Linked DNA regions of Pan troglodytes: region 2 is linked to region 1. Evidence: chromatin contacts called from public Hi-C data. All regions are on one chromosome and are shown on one strand. The core of a region is the stretch at or near the end of the contact, and the rest is flanking DNA. Distances in the headings are between cores, read along the strand shown. Region 1 overlaps NUMA1 (nuclear mitotic apparatus protein 1). Region 2 overlaps INPPL1 (inositol polyphosphate phosphatase like 1).

The links. A called contact is a pair of places that touch in the nucleus more often than the background predicts.
Region 2: a contact with region 1 is called in a Hi-C map of induced pluripotent stem cells, with 1.9 times the contacts expected there. The contact joins two enhancer-like sites. A contact is called at or near these places in 2 of 7 Hi-C or Micro-C datasets (both in induced pluripotent stem cells) and 1 of 1 datasets of contacts at active chromatin or transcription factors (stem cell-derived excitatory neurons).

Annotation. Positions count from the first base shown.
Region 1 is chr9:74,059,601-74,062,300 of NHGRI_mPanTro3-v2.0_pri, forward strand. It overlaps NUMA1 (nuclear mitotic apparatus protein 1), which reads right to left. Exons shown (of 27, transcript XM_063784268.1): 6 at 265-344. Among named protein-coding and RNA genes, the nearest start is that of IL18BP, 28 kb to the left of the region's middle. Within about 2 kb of position 1,296, at least 6 of the 24 cell types and tissues checked have an H3K27ac peak or open chromatin away from gene starts, as enhancers often do. A contact at or near this core is called in induced pluripotent stem cells, where this site is marked.
Region 2 is chr9:74,260,770-74,263,469 of NHGRI_mPanTro3-v2.0_pri, forward strand. INPPL1 (inositol polyphosphate phosphatase like 1) reads left to right here. Exons shown (of 29, transcript XM_063784305.1): 3 at 1,094-1,157; 4 at 1,252-1,402; 5 at 1,631-1,751; 6 at 1,912-2,134; 7 at 2,369-2,462; 8 at 2,568-2,657. The coding sequence starts at 1,385. Among named protein-coding and RNA genes, the nearest start is that of INPPL1, 4.6 kb to the left of the region's middle. Within about 2 kb of position 1,337, at least 1 of the 24 cell types and tissues checked has an H3K27ac peak or open chromatin away from gene starts, as enhancers often do. A contact at or near this core is called in induced pluripotent stem cells, where this site is marked.

The DNA.
Region 1 (2,700 bases), core at 46-2,545:
GACAGGTCCCAAAAAGTAACCTTCTGGCTCCACCTAGATCTCCAAGAAGGGCTCTGGGACTGAAGGGACACTCTTCTTACACCAACTGATGAAGGCATCACAAGACCCAGGGGATCTGAACCAGCTGTTTTCATCTTTGTGTTAAAGAGTGGGGAGCCTTGAAATTTTTCTCCTCCAGACACCCATGAACTAGTTCCTCTGGACTCTCCAATCCCACGAGCTGAGGAAGCAGCTTCTTCATAGCTGGATAAGAAAGGTGCTTACTCTGCAGAAAACTGCACACAAAGTCCAGTCTCTCTGACACCGGCTGCTTCAAGATTTGCTGTCCCTCTTCAGTGCCATGGCTAGAAAAAGAGCAAGTATTAGGAACAGAGTATTCAGCAATCTTTGCCTCCTTGCTGCTGCATTTCATACTACCTCCCCATTCCTTCCAGTCTTGATCTCTGCTGGATCTGGAAGAGATCCAGATCAGATCCTGGAGGCAGGTGACAGATACCAGGACACCATTTATCCAGATGGAACTGTGTGGTGGGTGGGAAGAGGGGACTTGAGGCATGGGGTTCTTCTGGAAAAGATGGCACTCTGCCATCCTATTTGCAAACATAAAAAAGCTCTGTGGAAAGGGGCCGAGAGGAGATGGAGGCAGCACAGATGAACGGGAAGCTATATTACACCATCTGGAATGGCTCAACTCTAAACTGTCAGGAAGCCTGGAGAACACACCTAGGTTAAGAGTGAGAGAAGACCATGGGGAGGGAAAAACATCCAAGAACTGAAAGAACAGGAGGAAACAAGGCTCTGAAGTGACAGGGTGAAGTTCCCCCACTAGGCTGAAGGCTGAGATGGCAAAAGCCTCCCAGAGGAGGATCCCAGGGACTAGAGTGTTGTTTGTTTGTTTGTTTGTTTGTTTGTTTGTTTGAGACAGAATCTCGCTCTGTTGCCCAGGCTGGAGTGCAGTGGCACGATCTCGGCTCACTATAACCTCTGACTCCTGGGTTCAAGCAATCCTCCTGCCTCAGCCTCCCAAGTAGCTGGGATTACAGGCATGGACCACCACGCCCGGCTAATTTTTGTATTTTTAGTAGAGATGGGGTTTCGCCATGTTGGCCAGGCTGGTCTCAAACTCCTGACCTCCACCCACCTCAGCCTCTCAAAGTGCTGGGATTACAGGCTGGAGCCACTGCGCCCAGCTAGGACTAGTATTCTTGATTAGTGGTTCTTGTCTGTACTTGCTTAACTGGAAGAGCGGGCAGTGTGAAGAGAGCCATGAGGACAGGGAGACAGCAGGGGGAGCTCTCACACAGCCCAGGAGGATGAGGCAGGAGAACTGCTTCAACCCAAGCGACAGAGATTACAGTGAGCTGAGATCATGCCACTGCACTCCAGCCTGGGCGACCCAGCGAGATTCTGTCTCCAAAAAAAAAAAGAATACTAGTCCCTGGGATCCTGCTCTGGGAGGCTTTTGCCATCTCAGCCTTCAACCTAGTGGGGGAACTTCGCTGGATCCCCTAGCTAACTGCAGTTCCATTTTCAGAAGCAGCAGGTGAAATACCACTTCAAGTTAGAAAGCTGAATTCTCTAGGCTACAGTGGGAGATCCTGATTAGTGGGCCCCTTGCTTCTCAGAATCTAAACTCCTAGTTCTTAGCGAACTTTCTGGAGGGCAGGGCAGGCCCAGAACCTTCCAATGCCAGAGACATCCTGCAAGCATAAGCATCATCCAAGCCAAGACTATGAGTGTACCTCCCCCCATACCCCATGTGATTACACAGGCTTCTTCCAAATGAATCCCCCCCAGAGGCACTCTGTCTGGATAGTTGGTCTGAGATCAGAGACTCCTACAAAGTCTTGAGGAGATGCTAATCTCTTACAGACTCCCAAATGAGCCATTTTCCCTACCCACCCACAATCTGGAATGTTGTGACTCCTTGGCTTAGTGTAGAGCAATATTTACCTCTGAGTATTCCATTAACTAAAATAAAAAGAGGTTCTCAGGTGAAATGTTTAAGAAATGCTGGGTTAAACTGAACATTTTTTATAGAAGAAGATACAACATGCATTATTTCCTAAACCTATTTGACCACAAAACCCTTTTCCCCCACCCCCCACAAAGCCTGGTTTAAGTAAAGCTGCATGGAGCATACTTTGGACAACAGTAGTCCTAGAGAAATCCAGCCCATCCTTTAAGACTGTGTTGAAGTCTCATCTCTGTCAGGAAGCCATCCACAACTCCTGCCAGTCATGCCTCGGCTGTCCTCCAGGTCTTCCTGCAGCACTCATGAATGCAACTGCACCATTTACAACTGCCCACTCCAACTGCACTAGCTGAAAGCCAGGAATAAAGTAGGTGCTCAATACATATGGGCTGACTGACAACTGAGGGATGCTTTTTACTGAGAAGAGCAGAAATAAAAGTCAGCAAGACAAAAATGTCAGAACTGTAAGTTTTCTGGCAAAATGCCTCCACTATACTCTGTTATTCAAGCTTCACAACTATCAAACAGACGGGACAGCCTTTTTTGCTTTAGACTATTCACGCACAGAAGAACCGAAAGGGAAACTTGTCAGAGGGGTTGATCCCAGTTAATTTTCCCAGAGAGAAGGCTAAGTGGCCAAGCAATTAAACCCTCAACTCCCACAGCTTATTTTTTTTTTTAATTTTTTAAAGAATTATTTTTCTCAGGGTGCCCCTTGTCCAGTG
Region 2 (2,700 bases), core at 87-2,586, 200 kb after region 1:
GCACAGGCAATCTGACCAGCAAGCTAGGATACTGGCCCTGGCTTCTGCCATGGTTTAAAATCCCAACTCCACCTTTTACTTACTCTGTGGCCTTAGGAAAATCACTTTTATTCTTTGAGCCTGTTTCCTCAGCTGGAGAATGGGGATAATAATATCTGTTTAGAAGTGTGAGAATTAAGTAAGATTTATAGGACACTGGGTACCCAGCGTGTCACAGATAGGATTCAGTTAATGGTATGCTATTGTAATAAACACAGATAGTGTTTATAATAGTCTACAAAGGAACACCTGGTGACAGACACTCACCCAGCATAAGCAGCCAGGAGAGCCCCTGAGGGGGCCACGATATGGGGGTCCTCACCTCCCGCCTGCCCAACACCTAGGGTGACTCCTGGGTGACTCCTTGGGGAAGCATGCCCTGAGGTGCGGAGGCAGAGGATCTTCCATCCCCCGCTGATTGTGCACCTGGCTCAGCTGCCACCTGCTCAACTGCGGCTCCTGTCTGTCAGCACCCCTCTTGCCCCTCCTTGGCTTGGGGCTCCTAGAGGCCCAGGTCTCCCATGGGGGCCCTCTTTGGTGGGAAGGCCTAGGGTGATGCCCCCACACTCCTCGGCAAAAGTGCCCTAGACATACCCGACTCCAGCAGAGCCAGAGAGCAGCATAAACACAGGAGGCATACACACGTGTTAGCATGTTGCCCGTGTGTGCAAACGGGCTAACCAGGCTTCTGAAGATTCTTACTCTGGCGGGGGGCCCAGACTGGTACCACAGCCCAGAGGGGCTGTTTAGACAGCTGTGGAGGCCACAAAAGAGCTCCCTGTTGCTTCTCAGGCCCTGCCCTGTGGTGGGTGTGGAGTCTGTGTAGGTCTGGTGGGGAGACGGGGGTGTTCTGGTCATTCCTGCCCAATAGGCAACACCAGGAGGGTGGAAGTGGACCGGCCACATCATTAACCCTGTGCAGCCTGGGCAGGTGGTTTTAGGGAAACCAAGCTGAGGGGGTTGGGGTGCTGAGCTTGCTGGCAGGAGGAAGGGGTGCTTTGGGTCTTAGACCCCAGCCTGGGGGTGACAGATTCTGGCCCTGCCTTGGCATCAGGTATCAGAAGCATGTGCACACGTATCGCATTCTGCCTGATGGAGAAGATTTCTTGGCTGTGCAGGTAGGAGCTTGGGCCCCTGACCCCTGACCTTGATCCAGCCTAGGGCTTGGGGACCTGCTGGCTGACCCTTCCTCCCACCCTTGCTGGCCCACAGACCTCGCAGGGTGTGCCTGTGCGCCGCTTCCAGACCCTGGGTGAGCTCATCGGCCTGTACGCCCAGCCCAACCAGGGCCTTGTGTGCGCCCTGCTTCTTCCTGTAGAGGGTGAGCGAGAGCCGGACCCACCGGATGACCGGGATGCCTCAGGTACTTCCCAGTGTGCAGGTCCCCTCCCTGCCCCTGTCCCTTGGCTCTACCTGCCTCTTCCCATCCCCCCTTTTCAACCCCACCTCTCCTGTAACCCCCTTTCCCTTGGCCATGATGCCGGGGCCCTTTATCCCTCTTTCCATGGGAGTCACTTTACAGCTGCATCGTGCCTCCTACTCCACTGAGTGTGGGAGGCCCAAACGGCTGCCCACTGACCCCTGCCCACAGATGGGGAGGATGAGAAGCCCCCGCTGCCCCCGCGCTCTGGCTCCACCAGCATTTCTGCCCCCACTGGGCCCAGCAGTCCCCTGCCAGCTCCTGAGACTCCCACAGCTCCAGCTGCTGAGAGGTGAGACCCCCATCCCATCCACTGAACAGGAGACCCTTTCTCCTCTGAGAACTATTTCCCTACCAAAGGTGGGGAGGCCTTCTAAGCCCCCACCAGGGACCCCCACCCCACCTCAGCCCAGAGGCAGATAACCTGATCCATCCCGCCCTGGTTGCCACAGGTACTATCTCCTCTAGGGATGGGGCAGAGGTGCTGGGACAGGTCAGCAGGACCTCCACTGACTTCTTAACCCCTCCCCAAAGTGCTCCCAATGGGCTGAGCACCGTCTCGCACGAGTACCTGAAAGGCAGCTATGGGCTGGACCTGGAAGCTGTGCGGGGTGGAGCCAGCCACCTGCCCCACCTCACCCGTACCCTCGCTACCTCATGCCGGAGGCTGCACAGGTATCTGGGACATCCAGCCCCATGTATTACACCCTTACCTCTGACCTGTCCTCACCTGCTTCCCGGCTGCACAGGTGCCCTGATATCTGATCCTGAACAGTGAACTAGCCATTGCCTCTTGACTTTCCTCACTGGTAGCCTTTATCCTTGTGGTGAGGTTGAGGCTACACCCAGCGCCCCCTTCCCTATACTTAGGTCGGGGTGGGAGTTCTTTTGATCTGATGTCTTCCCTAGTGAGGTGGACAAGGTCCTGTCAGGCCTGGAGATCCTGTCCAAGGTGTTTGACCAGCAGAGCTCGCCCATGGTGACCCGCCTTTTGCAGCAGCAGGTAGGATTGTAGGGAGACCTCTGGGAGGTGCGTTCGTGTTCTGGAGCTGGGTGGGAGGCTCTGCGTAGGTGACTCATGTACAAGCCTGGTTCTTCCTCCCTCCAGAACCTGCCACAGACAGGGGAGCAGGAACTAGAGAGCCTGGTGCTGAAGCTGTCAGTGCTAAAGGACTTCCTGTCAGGCATCCAGAAGAAGGTGGCATGATCTCTGACCCTTGACCCCCGATTCACTGGCCACT